3 separate regions of the Gossypium hirsutum genome follow, and all the other regions are linked to region 1. The links are chromatin contacts, called in public Hi-C maps. All regions are on one chromosome and are shown on one strand. The core of a region is the stretch at or near the end of the contact, and the rest is flanking DNA. Distances in the headings are between cores, read along the strand shown. Region 1 has its middle 23 kb from the start of LOC121217708. Region 2 holds the start of LOC107887152 (calcineurin B-like protein 2). Region 3 holds the start of LOC107887165 (receptor-like protein 4).

What was found. A called contact is a pair of places that touch in the nucleus more often than the background predicts.
Region 2: a contact with region 1 is called in a Hi-C map of leaf, with 2.2 times the contacts expected there. The contact joins the promoter of LOC107887152 here to the enhancer-like site in region 1. A contact is called at or near these places in 2 of 34 Hi-C or Micro-C datasets (both in leaf).
Region 3: a Hi-C map of hypocotyl shows a contact between it and region 1, with 5 times the contacts expected there. The contact joins the promoter of LOC107887165 here to the enhancer-like site in region 1. A contact is called at or near these places in 14 of 34 Hi-C or Micro-C datasets (callus, fibers, hypocotyl and 3 more).

The regions. Positions count from the first base shown.
Region 1 is chrA03:56,439,356-56,444,406 of Gossypium_hirsutum_v2.1, reverse strand. No RefSeq gene overlaps it. Among protein-coding and RNA genes, the nearest start is that of LOC121217708, 23 kb to the left of the region's middle. Within about 2 kb of position 2,221, at least 4 of the 9 cell types and tissues checked have an H3K27ac peak or open chromatin away from gene starts, as enhancers often do. A contact at or near this core is called in hypocotyl and leaf, where this site is marked.
Region 2 is chrA03:56,652,549-56,657,599 of Gossypium_hirsutum_v2.1, reverse strand. LOC107887152 (calcineurin B-like protein 2) reads left to right here and starts at 2,162. Exons shown (of 9, transcript XM_041103838.1): 1 at 2,162-2,627; 2 at 2,802-2,855; 3 at 3,231-3,371; 4 at 3,785-4,701; 5 at 4,790-4,948. The coding sequence starts at 4,882. LOC107887153 (DNA repair protein RAD16) reads left to right here. Exons shown (of 17, transcript XM_016811307.2): 15 at 224-312; 16 at 406-486; 17 at 561-776. The coding sequence ends at 630.
Region 3 is chrA03:56,301,737-56,306,787 of Gossypium_hirsutum_v2.1, reverse strand. LOC107887165 (receptor-like protein 4) reads left to right here and starts at 2,103. Exons shown (of 9, transcript XM_016811324.2): 1 at 2,103-2,302; 2 at 2,399-3,439; 3 at 4,479-4,629. The coding sequence starts at 2,206.

The sequences.
Region 1 (5,051 bases), core at 972-3,471:
ATTTTTAATAAATTTTTAATATTTGAATTTTTTATTAAAATTTAAAAATATTTATAGCTTTTATTGATTTAATTTTTTATATTTTTTAATAAAAGCAGGGGCTTGATTGCTTTTTTTGAAAAAGTTTGAGGGCCTTTTTGATGCATTTTGAAAGTTCAAGTACTCAATTGAGTGTAAAAAAAAGTAGGGGCTTAATTGCTTTTTTTGAAAAGATTTGAGGTCTTTTTTGATGTATTTTGAAAGTTCAAGTACCTAAATGAATGCAAAAAAAAAGAAGAAGAAAAAAGCATGGGTTTAATTATTTTTTTTGAAAAAGTTTAAGAACTTTTTGCACGCTTAAGCTTTTTTTAAATAATGTTAATATTAAGATAATTTATATAATATAATCATAATTTAGGTATATTTTTGATAAAAAAGGTACACAAATAATAAAAAAAAAGGTTATAGTTTTGATACCAGTTTTCTATTTAAGCCTGATTATAGTTAATAATATATGATTTATAGTATAGTAACAAATGATAACATTTTTTTAACTAAATAGTAAAATAGAGGTAAAAACTCAATAACATATTAATAAATAGTTCTATAAATAAAATAATTGTAAATAATCGATAATAGAATATAATAATAAAATTAATAATTATAATTGTAAAAATTTATATAACTTATTAAATAAGTAAAAAATTATAAATATTAATTTTACAATACTTAATTAAAAATATATATTTATACAAAATAATAATAATAGGTAAATACATAAGTGAAAATAAAATAAATTAATTAATAACTTTTTATTATAAAAATATTACAAGATTCATATTTTAAATAAGTCACGTATAGAGAAAATTTGTATATTTATTTTCTATTAATATTAATATTAATATTAAAATTATGATTTTTATATTTATTTATAATTAAAATTTACTATATTATATTTTTGAAAATATTATGTGCATAAATAATTATTTAGACCACTAATGGAGTAAAAAATATCCGCAAGCAAGCCTACCCTAACTTTCTTCTTCTATATTAAGAACAAATGATTTTATTTTAGACTTGTGATTTTTTATTCCACAAAATAATAATCCCCCCTCTCTTTCTATATGAAAGCAATTAGGAATAAACCCTCCTTTACGTGGCAGAGCATTTCTAAAGCCGCGAGTATTTTGTATGAGGGTTTTGGTTGGATCGTGGGTCGGGGGGATAAGATCGACATTTGGCCCGACAATTGGGGATTCGAAGGGCTTTCGGGTGCTCGATCAGACTTGATAGACAGGCGGTCCAAGAGAACAAGGTGAGTGACCTGTTGAATAATGAGAAAGACGGCTCGAACGAGAGTAGGATTTTTGAGATCTACGGTGATTTTTTGGGGGACCAAATATGTAAAATCCCCCTTTTCCATAATAGTCCTGATGATTATCGTATCTGGTACCATAACCCCTTTGGTTACTATTCTACCAAGTCTGCTTACTCCTGGTTGACGCTGAAGCATGTGGGGTATGGCCCTCATCGGATCTTTTGGAGATTGGCCTGGAAAATTCAAACCCTCCCGAAAATTAAGATTTTTTGCTGGCGTTTAGGGTATGATATTCTCCCTACGTATGATAAAATTTCTAGCATTCAGAAGGAGGTTAAAAGCAATTGTCCGAGATGTGGGAGCGACAAGGAGACCCTCATCCATGCTATGAAAGATTGCCCGAGGGCTAGGGCGGTCTTGGTCCATGGTGGTTTAAATAATAAAGTTCTCGAAGGCACTTACAATAGGTGTGTGGATTGGCTCGAGGATGTGGCTCGCATGATAGATAAGAAGGCGTTCTCTGACTTGATTACGGTGCTGTGGAACATTTGGAATAGTCGGAATAATAAAGTTTTCCATGACAAGGAGGACGGTGCCATGGTGACCTGGGACAGTGCTGCTGCTTTAAGTCGTGATTTCCTCATTTTCAACTTTTTAGAGTGCCCGATGATTTCGAAACCGGAAAGAGAGCAGGGCTGGTGGAAGCCTGACCAAGGGATGGTTAAAATTAATTTCGACGCTAATACGAATGGGAGGAAGATCTGCTTCGGTATTGTGGCGAGGGACCATGAAGGCTTTGTTCTCGACGGTCGAGCGGGTGTGCTGGAGAAGAAAGTTCAAGCCGAATGCGCCAAGCTGCATGCGTTGGAGGAGAGCATTATTTTCGCCCAGACTAAAAGTTGGACCAAGCTGATTTTTGAGTCGGATTGTGTGGGCTTGATCAACCAACTCAATAAAACAAAAATTGACTATTCAACTATGGGCCATTGCACCAAGGATATCATTAATAAGCTGAAACAGTGCTGTAATTTTAGCTTTAGTTTTGTTTGGACCCCGCGTGGTTGTAACAAAGTTGCGGATAGTCTTTGTAATTGGGCTAATGTCCAGAATTGTATTACGGATTTTGATATGGATTATCCTTCGGAATTCCATGATTTTATTTTAAGGGATGTTATAAAATGATGTTGACCATTGGGTCTTTTTATCAAAAAAAGAAAAAAAGAAAAAAAAAAGCAATTAGGAGATTAATCACTCTATTATTAAATGGGTAAATTTAGTCATTATATTATTATAAAAAATCAAATAAAGTTAAATTAGAATAGAATTAACATTTAATATTTAAAAAAATATTATTTACTGTTTAACAAAGTTAATTTTTTTAAAGTGCTTATAGTTTTCTAAATAAAGTCTTTTGTTTAGAACTAAATTACAATTGTAAAAAATATTTTTTAAAATATTTTTTATACAGAAAATGTTAATTCTGTTATAGTTTAGATTTATTTAATTTTTTGTAATAATATAAAATTTTAAATTATTTTATATTATAATAGAAGTACTAATTTAATACAACTTAGTCCTTAAATTCTAAGTACTCTTTTAACTTATATATGTGTCTGAATATTTTTCCCTCCCCAAAGTCGGACCTGCCATCCTTCTTTTGGGTTTACCTAGATGAGATTATTGGTAAGCTTGAAATCATAATAAAAAAAAATGTAATTTTTTTTTTGTTGGTGATGGGGATACTGGTATGGGACAACCGAAGCAATAAGACCACTAAACAAATACAATGATACAACAACAGTGAAGATTCTTTTGGACTTTCCTCTAATTTTGTTCTTACTCATAACAACAAACCTAAATACTAGAAAGCACAGCTCAGAAAGCATCACTTCCTCATTACTTCACTTCATCCATCCACATGCCATCACTCACTTAAACACTATTTTATGAGTAAATTACCTTATTTATGACCCGAGTTTACTTGTTTTTTTCATTTTTTTTCACTTATTTTAAAAAATTATTATTTTTGTCATTTTTATTGGATAAATTGTCAATTTAAATCATTTTATGATTTAAATGAGTTGAGTCATCAAACGGAATGTTGACGTGATTTTGTATAATAACAAAATTAGTCCTTAATGTTTACCTATTTTCTTAATTTAATCATGATTTAAAAAAAAACAAATTTAACTCTTAATATTTACATATTATACTATTTTAGTTATGATTTTAATAAGAAAATATAAATATAAATTAATAAATAAATATTAAAAAAATTAAAATTTATAAAATACTAAAAAATTATAAAAAATATATATTTAAAATTTTTTAAAAAATTTAATATATTTTCACACCAGCCTTCCCCAAAATCCACACTTTTCCTTTCCATCTTTCTTTTCTTTTTTCGTTTTCTCAAATATACTTTCTATGCCTATCATTCTGAGGTTATTTAAATTTGACTTTTATTTTTTATTGTAAAAATGAATTATTTTTTCATTTTAAATTTAGATTATTTATTTGAATTAAAATAGTAAGAAGAAAAATTTGTAAATTTTTAGAATTTGGAAAGAAATTAATTAGATAATACTTTCATTACGAATCACTTAAAATGCGCACCAAATAATATAAGAATAACACTATCTTCTTTACACTGCAATCTAAAATCATCTCATCTCCACTACCTTTTCACTATTATTTCTTGTATTTACTTCCCACTTTTTCTCTATGATGTTTCCCCCAACCCCAAGCTCAAAAATTATAAATTATGCATTAATTCAGAAAAATTAGAAAGGAAAACAAGAAACCAACAACGTTAGATTAAAACTATATGAAAGATTTAAGAGGTAAATCAGTTAAACAATTAAAATCTACAAAGAAATATTTGAGTAACGAGGAACAAAAATTGGCCTTGATTGAGGAAGATAAGAAGGAAAAGTGCAGATTGAAGGTGCCAAAATATATTAAGATTTAATAATTTTGAATTTTATATATTTTTTAAAATTTAAAATTTTTAATTTTTAGAATCATGGCCAAATTGGTATAATGTGTGAATAGTAAAGGCTAGATTTGTTTTGTTTGTTAATCAATAAAATAAGTAAATATTGAGAGTTGATTTTATTATTATACTAGACTATATTAACATTCAATTTGGTAACCAAACTTAAATTAATGGTGGAGTGATTAAAATTGATAATTTATGTGATGGGAGTAAGTAAAATAACAAAATTTTGAAATGGATGTTGAAAATAGAAATGTGAGCAGTAAATAAAAAATTTACCCCTAATTTAATTACAATTGTACTTACTCTAAAGGCTTCAAGTTATTACTAATCAGAGTTTGGTAGCTTTGTATAATAAATGTATGGGTACATATACAATAATTGCTAAATTAAGATTAGATGATTGAGACTTCAAATTTAAGAATAACCAATTAATTTTAATATATATTATGATCATACAAAGAATGTTGATTGCAATTAATATTTTTAGAATCCAATCAATTAAATTATTAATTATTAATTAAAATTTGATTTAATAAATTTATATCTGTTCGTAATTTAAACTGAATTTTATTTCTCTTTAGACCAATTTTCATTGTTGTAATTGCATAAGGACCACCTCTGGGGTTTCCTAACTTCAACCGTTACTCAAAAGGTCAACGTTAGTTAATATAATGGGGAAGGGTGTTGGTTGATTTTTGGTTACATAATAATGTCATTTTCAATCACCATCCAAAATCATAATCCTAATTCCTA
Region 2 (5,051 bases), core at 913-3,412, 210 kb before region 1:
TTCTTGTTTGGTTTAATCTCTGATATCTTTTGGGATCCATTTGCAAAAAAAAGGATTTATGGCATTACTCTCTCTTATTGGGATTACATTTTGTTTTAAATTTTGCAATTAAACGTTTCCTTATCTAAAATGAATGCTGTAGTGTTTAGGTTAAATTGGCTATTCCTTTGTGTACATTTCTTTTTCCTAAAGGCTTAAAATGGTAGACTTTGGACCTGATTAGGTTTTCTTGATGGACCCTTGGTGGAACCCAGCTGTGGAGCGCCAAGCACAAGATAGGATACACCGAATAGGGCAATGTAAACCAATAAGGTTGGGTTGTGATTGGAAGTTAATTTATAACAAAAATGTTAAGACTGGTTTGAGTTAATGAGACTAATTGCATCTTTTTTGGTGTGATGTTAGGATTGTGAGGTTTGTTATTGAGAACACAATAGAGGAGAGGATATTAAAGCTGCAAGAAAAGAAGGAATTAGTGTTTGAAGGGTAAGAGTTTAATTAGTTTTTGGTTAAATTTGAAGGAGTAATTTGAATGTTTAATGTGTTGTGGTGTTGTGTAGGACGGTGGGTGGCTCCACAGAGGCTCTAGGAAAATTGACGGAGGCAGACATGAGATTTCTATTTGTGTGAGCTGAGCTGGGTTGGGTTGGGTTGTTGAAGCCAAGTTCTAGTGAAATGTAAAATACTTCTCTCTTTTCTGTTTTTGCCTTGGGACATGTTATGTTTGGAACTTATATAGTTAATGCCATTATCTCTCTCAAAACTCATTGAATTTATCGACTGGCTTTTTGAATTTTTGTTCAAATAGTTTAGTCTTTTTTTGTAGATGATGTGGCATTTCATACCAACTTTTGAATTTTTTTAAGTATATAAAATTTTAATAAATCTAAAAAAATCAAATATATATAAATTAAAAGTTTCTAAAAAGCTATAAAAAATATTAACAATTTTAAAAAAAAGTTGTAGAAGTTTATAAAAAAAACTATACAAATTTTAATAAAATTTAAAAAATTACCAGGATAAGAAAGTAGAATTTGGATTTCAAAATTTTAGTTGGGAATTAAAATATTAAAATTTGAAGATTTTTAATTAATCTAAATTAAATGTTTGGATAATTCAACTTTAGATTTAGATTTTAATTAATTCTAAGTGTTAAAAATATATATAAATTTCTGAAATAAACCTGCTGGTGATTATTAAGTAAAAAAATAGAAGAGCTGTTACATCCACTAACCGTTGCAACGACTGGCTATCAGGAACGGTGCCATAATGGTTGTTCTGGGAAGAAGAAAAAAACAACAAAAAACCAAAACTAGACAACTTGAAAACAAACAAAACCACAGCCTAAAACTTTGAAAGATGAAACGACCTTTTACGAAATTTCGGTCCAATTTAAAGGTCATAATAGAGATGTGTTTAGTTTCTCTCAAGATTTAATAATGAGATCCAAATTTAAGTAATTAAAGTTAAACTTTAACTTATTCTTTTAAGATTTTATTATTAAAAAAATTTGAGAAAAAGAGTTGAAGCTTTAAGATGGTGAATTTTGGAATAATGATTAATTAGAAGAGATTAATTTTGTTCATGGGTCTAAATTCTCAATCTATGATAATAAGCTTATATGGAGAATGTTAACAAATTTAGACATTTCACTTCAAGGACCCTAATCAATCCCACAAGCTTAGGTGTTTTATATTGGATTTGAGTTTTAGGCTTATTATTTTATTATTATTTTTATTTTGAATATTTTATAATTATTAAGTATTTAAAGTTATTTAGGAGTTTTATATTAAGAATAAAGTTTTGTTTAAAATTATTTGTTGTTTAAATTAATTAGAGTTTTATTTAGATATACTTAACTAGCCTATATAAAGACTTCTTCATTATTCATTAAAGACACAATTGTGTTCATTAATCAAAGTTTTCAACTTTGGGAGAGTTTATTTTTTTGAGTAAGATTTCTTTCGTAATTTTTAGAAATAGTTTTTTCTCGATTTTCTTCAAGCAGTCGTGAGAATTTATTTTTCATCTTTAACAGAATTATTTCTTGAAGGATTAATTAGAGCTATTAAATGAATTTGTTAAATTTATATCTCAATGAGTTCAATTGAACTTCTATCTTTCTATCCTTCATTGCTATCGTTCCATCTTTCACTTTTAAACTTCATCTATTTATTTTTTTTATATATTATTATTATTTGTTGTTTGTTCTTAAATTTCTTCTTTTACTGTTTTTCACTTCTTTATTACTAAATTTATTTATTTCTTCTTTTCAAATCAGATACAAATCTTTCCTTATTGAGTTAAACAACATGAATTCAATCTGCTTTTGCCTTCATTCTGTGTCAACCAGCTAATCAAGCATCTGATCTCTCCATTCCCAGTGACTATGGCATCTTGACGATTTCTCCCATCTCGCTCCTTCAAATTTGACCACATCGGAGTCCCAAAGATAATCATTCCTTCGACGTAAAAAAACCTAATTCAATCCCTACCTTGCATGACCCTTCGATCCTTTTCTACCTCTACTTCCACCGTTCTTGGAGCTTCCTCTATCCAAAATCGAGGATCCCCGAATCTCTTTCCCTCCTCTGCTAGCAAATGAGCTGCACGATTCCTTTGATGAGGTATGAATCTAAACTCCATTGACTCAAAATTATCAGGCCTAAATTTAATCTCTTTTACCAAAACACTAATGGTCGATTTGTCTTCCTCAAGAGCCCTTAGTTTCTTTATAACAGCCAAGGCATTCCCCTTGACCACTACCTCTTGAAACCCTAACTCCTCCATAAAAATTACAGCTCTGAGACACGCCCTTGCCTTTGCCGCTGTCGAATTGCCATATTTTCATACGGGTAAGTACACGCCACAATCACTAATCCCTCATTGTTTCTAACTAATATGCCAGTTGTTGCCTTCTTTATTTATTGATGGAATGTGGTGTCAAAAATTACTTTCATTGTATCCCCAACTGGCAGTTCCCATGTGATATTATGTGATTGTTGAAATTGTGGTAATGCAAATTCCAAACTCTCCAACTCGTGCATGTTTGTCTTTACAAACACTACTACCCCTTTCACATTTCGGTTAACTACTTCATGGTAGATACTGTTTCGATTATGGTAAACCATAGTGCCCAGAAAGTGACCAACCATACTATGCATGTCTCCAACGTACTGTTTATGAATTCTTTAGCTAACCAGTGTTTCCAATTATTTTCATTGTTGGAGGAAAATGGCACCTTCAATTCTTGCAGAACTTGGACTGTGACTGGACACTCTCGAAACAAATGCTCAACTGAATCCTTAGCTCCACGACAGACAGGGTAGCAACTCACCACTGCCACTCTCCGAATCACAATATTACCAAGAGTAGGCAAAAGATTATTAGTAATTTTCCAGCATGTAATATTAATTTTACTAGCAACATTAAGGCTCCGTTTGTTTTCCTGTAAAAACTTTTTCGTAAAAGCTTTTTAGCCTTATCCTGTGTTTGTTTGGCTAAAAATGATTTTCCACTGTAAAACATTTTACAAAACATAAGAAAATGAGGTCTTTTTTGGGGAAAATCCCAGCATCAGAACTTTCTAAACGCTCTCTCCTTCTCCTTCCCCTTCCCTTCATTACGTCCCTGACCCAGGATTCATTTCTGTATAAAAAACAACCAGCAGTAATTTCGTTGACAAAAAGAAAAAAGCCCTAGCCATTTTTAGTCTTTTTAGAAATGAAACTCTCAACAATTTGGTGATTTTTTCTCTTCAATTTTTTCGTCTATTTCCCTTCAGCGACTTGCCAGTTCAAGCGAAACCAGTCGATTCAAGTTCCAAACTCAATTGTCAAAATAGACGGTGAGACAATTAACTATGGGAAATAATGAGAAATTGAGAACGGTTCTGGAATTATATGATTTGTTTGCTTGCTTCTTAGCAAAATGTAATAACATTTTTGTTTTCATATATTTGTTTTTCCCTCTGGTTGTTCCCCAATAATAATTGAAAAGAAACCTTTTTGAATCGATGTGAGATTAAAGTAGGTAGTTTTAATTAATTCCTACGCTTCAATAGATCTATTAAGTTGGCAATTTGGTTTGTTTGTATATTTTTTAAAATGAATTTTATTTTTTGTGGAATTGATTAGATGGGATCTTGATTAGGTTCAATTTGTGATGGAGTTAATGATTTTGTGTTTGAATTGGGCCTTTTGATCTGTTTGATTTTATGTATATTTGATTTTGAACTACTTTTTATTAGATTGTATGTTCTATACTACAATGCTGGAATGGATGTTAGCAAAGATGGGTGATTTGTGATCACCCTTAATTTTGTAAAATGGATGAAATGGTTAATTCTTTGTTTGGTAGGATTATTTATTTTTATCCTCTCCTTTGCGTTTCTTGATTCATGATGAATAGTGTTGTATGTGTTGTCTGATTGTATTTTGTTGATCTCTCATGTATGAGAAATAGACATGGAGGAGTTAATTCTTTATGTGCTCCTCGATGCACAAAAAATAAGGAAGGGGAAACACTTATGGAATGCTTTTAAATTTGTTAGGACAAAAGAAAATTCAAGTAGGTTAAAAGGTTAAGATCATGGTTTGATTATAAGAACTGATTTCGTTTTGAGTTTGAGGTCTCCGGCTTTATCAGATTCCAATTCCAATATTTGGTCTTCAGTCAGCAGAATCAAGAAATGGTTAAAAGGTTAGTCCTATTGTTTGCTTTTAGAATGATCAAGTTTATGGAAAGAATGACGTGAATGAGATTTTTGGTCTCTTTTGCTATTGCCTAGGTATGGAGTGTATTGATGTGAAGAGAATATCATGTTGCAGTGCGTAGAAGGATTGAAGCATTTATTTGCTTCAGTGCTGCAATGATGTGATAATGATTTGTGCAAGCAATCAAGAGGTCTTGTTGATCCTGAACTTCTTGCAAGAGAGGCCATTTGTATGTTATCATTTTTTCTTTTCTTTTTAAATATTATCCTATATTGCTTATTTGATAAATTCAATGATTTTGCTTGATTTAACTTTTGTTCAGTCTTTGCCTGTGTT
Region 3 (5,051 bases), core at 854-3,353, 140 kb after region 1:
TTATACATTTATTTATTATTATTTTTTGATAGAAATATATTTTTGATAAGAAGACTTTTTTAGTTAGTATAATATAAACAACTTGAGAGATCTGAATTAATATTATACCCCTCTAATCTCAACCTCTTTTACTGTCTCCCTTTATACTCCCACCCCTATTTTATAGTGGCAACTAATTTCTTTCCTGTGGATGCACAGGTTGATCGCATGCAGTAATTGAAATATGTTATGCTTTGCATATAAAAAGTAAAACAAGTTTTTTTTTTAAAGCTTAGATAACAAATCTAAGATAACATCAATAGCTAATGTAATATATCTGTGACTAGTAACGACTGTCGAATGTCATCCTCCAAAAGTTCCCTTACATATCTAAGGGGTTCCTAAAAAACAACCAATTGGTCCATCACGCCACCATTTGCTTTCGCAATGCAATCCGCAACTCTGTTGGCCTCCCCCTAAATATGTCTAAACTTAACTTCCCAATGTTTTAAACACGACTGATGAATGCTTTTAATTTTATCAACATTGTTTACTTATGCCCAACTATTTCGAATAAATTCAATCAACATAGCATTATTACATTCTAATATTTAAAAAAATATAAAAGAGTCAAATTGTATAAGCATATAATATAATTTCGTTAGTTAGTAATCATATTTATAATCTAAATTATTTAGTTGTTGATTACCATATTTATAGTCAAATATGTTGTAATTTACGCAACCATATTTTAACATTGAAATAAATAATAATTACTGAAATACAAGGTCAGTAATTATAGGAAAAAGGATTCACCTAATAACAATAACTAAAAATGATTACAAGTTGCACGGATAACAATATCACTTTTCATGAAAACAACATCTCACTAACTAATTTTTCCTAAAGTTTTTTTTACCCTATGATGCATAGGTTGATTTTTTGGATTAATTAAAATATATTAAATTAATGTATGTTATTTTTCTAATAAATTCTCTCAAATAACATAAGTAAGAAATTAAAATATAAAAAATATGGGATATAAAATTAATTTGTAAACAGTACTAAAAGATAATTTTAAACTACATTTAAATATTTAATTATATTTTAAATTATTTAAAAGCTTTTAAATTTCTTATAATTTTTAATAAAATTTAAATTTATTTTAAAATTTTTAAAATTACTCTTAATATTAATGTAATTAAATATTGGAATGTAAATAACTTATATTAATTTAAATATTATTATTATTTTTAATATGGATTGAAATATATCTAAAGTAAATGATAAGAAAATAATCATCTAAATTATTTATCCACTTTTAAAAAAGTTAAGGCTTTATTTGAGCACTTTCAAATAAATTTTACTAAGAATACTTTCTTTTGGATGGTATGATATAATCAAGAGATGCGAATCAATATTATACTCCTGCCCCTACGCTGCGTCCGATGTAGGAATTGATCGCATATAATAATTAAAAAATAAATTAAATTGAAACCAAGTATATTAAATTGTTTCATTAGTTAATACGAAATCATAATTATAGGAAAAAGTGTTCACTTCATAACAATAAATAAAAAATGCTGACATGTTGCGCGGATAACAATACCACTTTTCATAAAAACAACCTTTCACTAACTAATTTTTCTTAAAATGCATCAAAGCCTTATTTTAGATAATATCTTATTTTCTTAATTCTGCATCGCACTGGTTAATTTTGCATTTTAATTAAAAATATATTATTATTTTTTTAAAATTAATGTAACTAAAGATTGAAATATAAATAATTAACACCAATTATTTTTTAAATATTTAATTTAATTATTTTTAAAGATTAATGTAATTAATAGTAAATTACATTTTATTATTTTTTAAAATTAATTTAATTAAATATTGAAATATAAATAATTAGATAAAGAATAGTATTATTATTTAATATGAATTGAAACATATTTAAAGTAAATTATAAGAAAAATACTATTTAATTTATTTTATTATTTGAGTATTTTCAAAAAGCTTTTACTTTTCCAATTTGAGGATTTAGTAATTCGATTTTATGCTTTTTATTTATTTATTTTTAATTGGTATTATGTAAACAAATTGTTGAAGTGTGAATTAATATTATATCCCACTAATCTCGCCCTCTTTTACTGTCTGACTTTATACTCCCACCCCACCCCTACTTTATAGCGTCAATGTCCAAAATCAAATCCCCCATTTCCTATTATGTTTCTCTCTCGTTCCACCATGTCCTTCCTCTTCCTTTTCCTGCTCTCCTTGGCTCTCCTCCTCCACTCTTCCTCCCCTTTGCCCTACCCTTACAGTAAGCCACTTCCACCACCTTTTGTTTTTCTTTTCTTATTCTCGCTCACTATCTTCTAACTGCTGCTATTGTATTTTGTTTTTGTTTTCTTTGCAGACACTAGCTTCCACATTGACTGCGGCAGTTCCACTCCTTCCACCGACTCCTACAACATCTCTTGGCTACCCGACAAATTCTTCACTGGCGGTTCCACCTCCGTGGTCTCCGAGCCCCTACATTTCCATCTTCAACACGAAAAGACTCTCCGTTACTTCCCACTCTCCTCCGGTAAGAAGAATTGCTACAATATCCCCCTTCCTGCTGGCCGTTACTACATCCGTACTTTTACCGTTTACGACAACTACGACGGCAAATCCCATTCCCCTTCCTTCGACGCTTCTGTCGAGGGCACTCTCGTCTTTTCCTGGCGCTCTCCTTGGCCCGAATCTCTCACTCGAGATGGCGCTTACTCCGATCTCTTTGCCTTCGTCAAAGACGGTCAACTCGATTTCTGTTTTTACAGCATTGCCACTGACCCTCCCGTCATCGCTTCTCTGGAAGTCGTCCAGATCGATCCTTTGTCATATAACTCCGCCCAAACCAGCGATAGCTACATTCTAGTCAACTATGGGCGACTCTCTCCCGGTTCATCACAATGGGGACCCGGTTTCACATCCGACCCGGACGCCTTCGGCCGCTCCTGGCAATCCGATTCCGATTACCGAGCTGGAAAGTCGGAATCCGCTAAAGTTATAACCACTAAAGAAAAAATAACTGGTACCGATAAAGCGCCGAATTACTTTCCCATGAAATTGTACCAATCGGCGGTGACAATTGAGGGACGTCTGGAATACGAATTACCAGTGGATGCAAAGCTTGATTACTTGGTGTGGTTTCATTTTGCGGAGATCGATTCGACGGTTAAAAAGGCAGGGGAGAGAGTGTTCGATGTGCTGGTCAACGATAAGAATGTGAGTAGAGTGGATATATTAAAGGAAGTTGGGAGCTTTGCGGCTTTTAGTTTAAATTATACGGAGAAGAATTTGAGCAGTTCTGTGTTGAATGTGAAGCTGTCGCCTGTGGCAGGGGCTCCGTTGATCTGTGGGCTTGAAAATTACGCCATGGTTCCAGCTGATTTGGCCACGGTTCCTGAACAAGGTAAAGATGCTGAATTTTTATTATTTATATGAACTTTTTAGTGATTTGCATGTTAAGTTGAAAGTTGCGTATGAGAGTTTGGTTGGTCCTTGAAATCATTAGTTTTCTATAGGAAAATTAGACTTTTTGGGTAGTTAATTTGATTAGGAATGGTGGTGGGTAGGATATGCGATTTTATTTATTTGTCTGAATCTACAAATTTACCTAAAAGTCCGAACCTATTTATTTTCCGCAAATTATCCGAGTATTAAATACTTTTTATCTGTTGGATATCCGAATCTGAAAAAATCCAATTTCGAAATTTTCATTTTTTTTTATATCCAAATCCACACATCTGAATTCAAATCTCCTAAATTCTGAACTTATAATCTTATGCATATAATGTCAAAATTATAAGCATTTTGTAACGAATGAATTTGGATATCGAAATCCACATCGGTTATCCAAATAAGTAATGTACCCTTGGATTATGGAAAACCGGGTATCCACCCAAATCTCTAGTGGATAGTAATTTTAAAATCTGAATCCGCCAAAAAGAAAACAGATCGGATATCCAAATAGCTTTCTATTTAACATGTGATTATAATAACTATTATTTTATTAAAGTAGGTGCCAAGGGGAGATCGAGTTCTCATAATGAAAACTTAAAAGTTTGAGTCTGTGTTCCATTTATTAATATTTCCCCAATATATGTTAGAATCACTTACGAAGGATGGCCATATTGTCACATGTATTCATCTAGTGGGTTATAGATGGTTGTGATAAATGCGTGAGTTTGGCAAGAAAAAACGGGAAATATGCTTGTCCTTGTTCTAGTTTCCTTGGAAACTGGAGCAAATCCTTAAATGGGCCTTATATTGCGGTTGGTGTTAAAGATCAGGACTTCGAAGGAACTGATTCTTGGAAGGAACAATAGTTCTCTTGGTTTAGAAAATGAATAGATAGAAAAAGTTCACATGTAAATAATGTTTGTGCTGAAGAGAGAAATTGGGATATATATTTCTGAAATAGATGTGTTACTTATTTGGCAATCTTGTAGTGGTCGCAATGAAAGCATTGAAAGATTCACTCCGTGTTCCTGACCGAATGGGTTGGAATGGTGATCCATGTGCTCCTACTGATTGGGATGCTTGGGAAGGAGTTACATGTCATACTAACAAGAATGGAACTGGCCTTGTCATTACTCAAATGTAAGTGCCGCCTTTGCTTCTATTTGACAAACACAACTCTCATTCTTGAATCAAATAAAATTGGAAAAGTATAGACAATAGTAAAATGTGATAACAATAGGATCTTAGAGATGGAGTAATTACTTGTTGAGAGGAATTATTGTGCCAATATGTAGACTTAGAATAAGAGATGGTGATACAAGAGAATCAGGAAGGTAATGTTTGAGAGAAATGTAAACATTGTAGAGAGAAGAAAAAATCAAAATGTTTCTGAATTAGGTTGCAGAGGTTCTTTTTTTAGATAGATATAAATTTCACTTTATTTGGGACAGCATAAGTCCATTTACTATTTATTTTAGTGTGACTGCTTATAACTGTACCAGAGCCAAAATTTTATGTTTTTTATGCTTAGATCTATATATATTGCCCATGCATATATTACA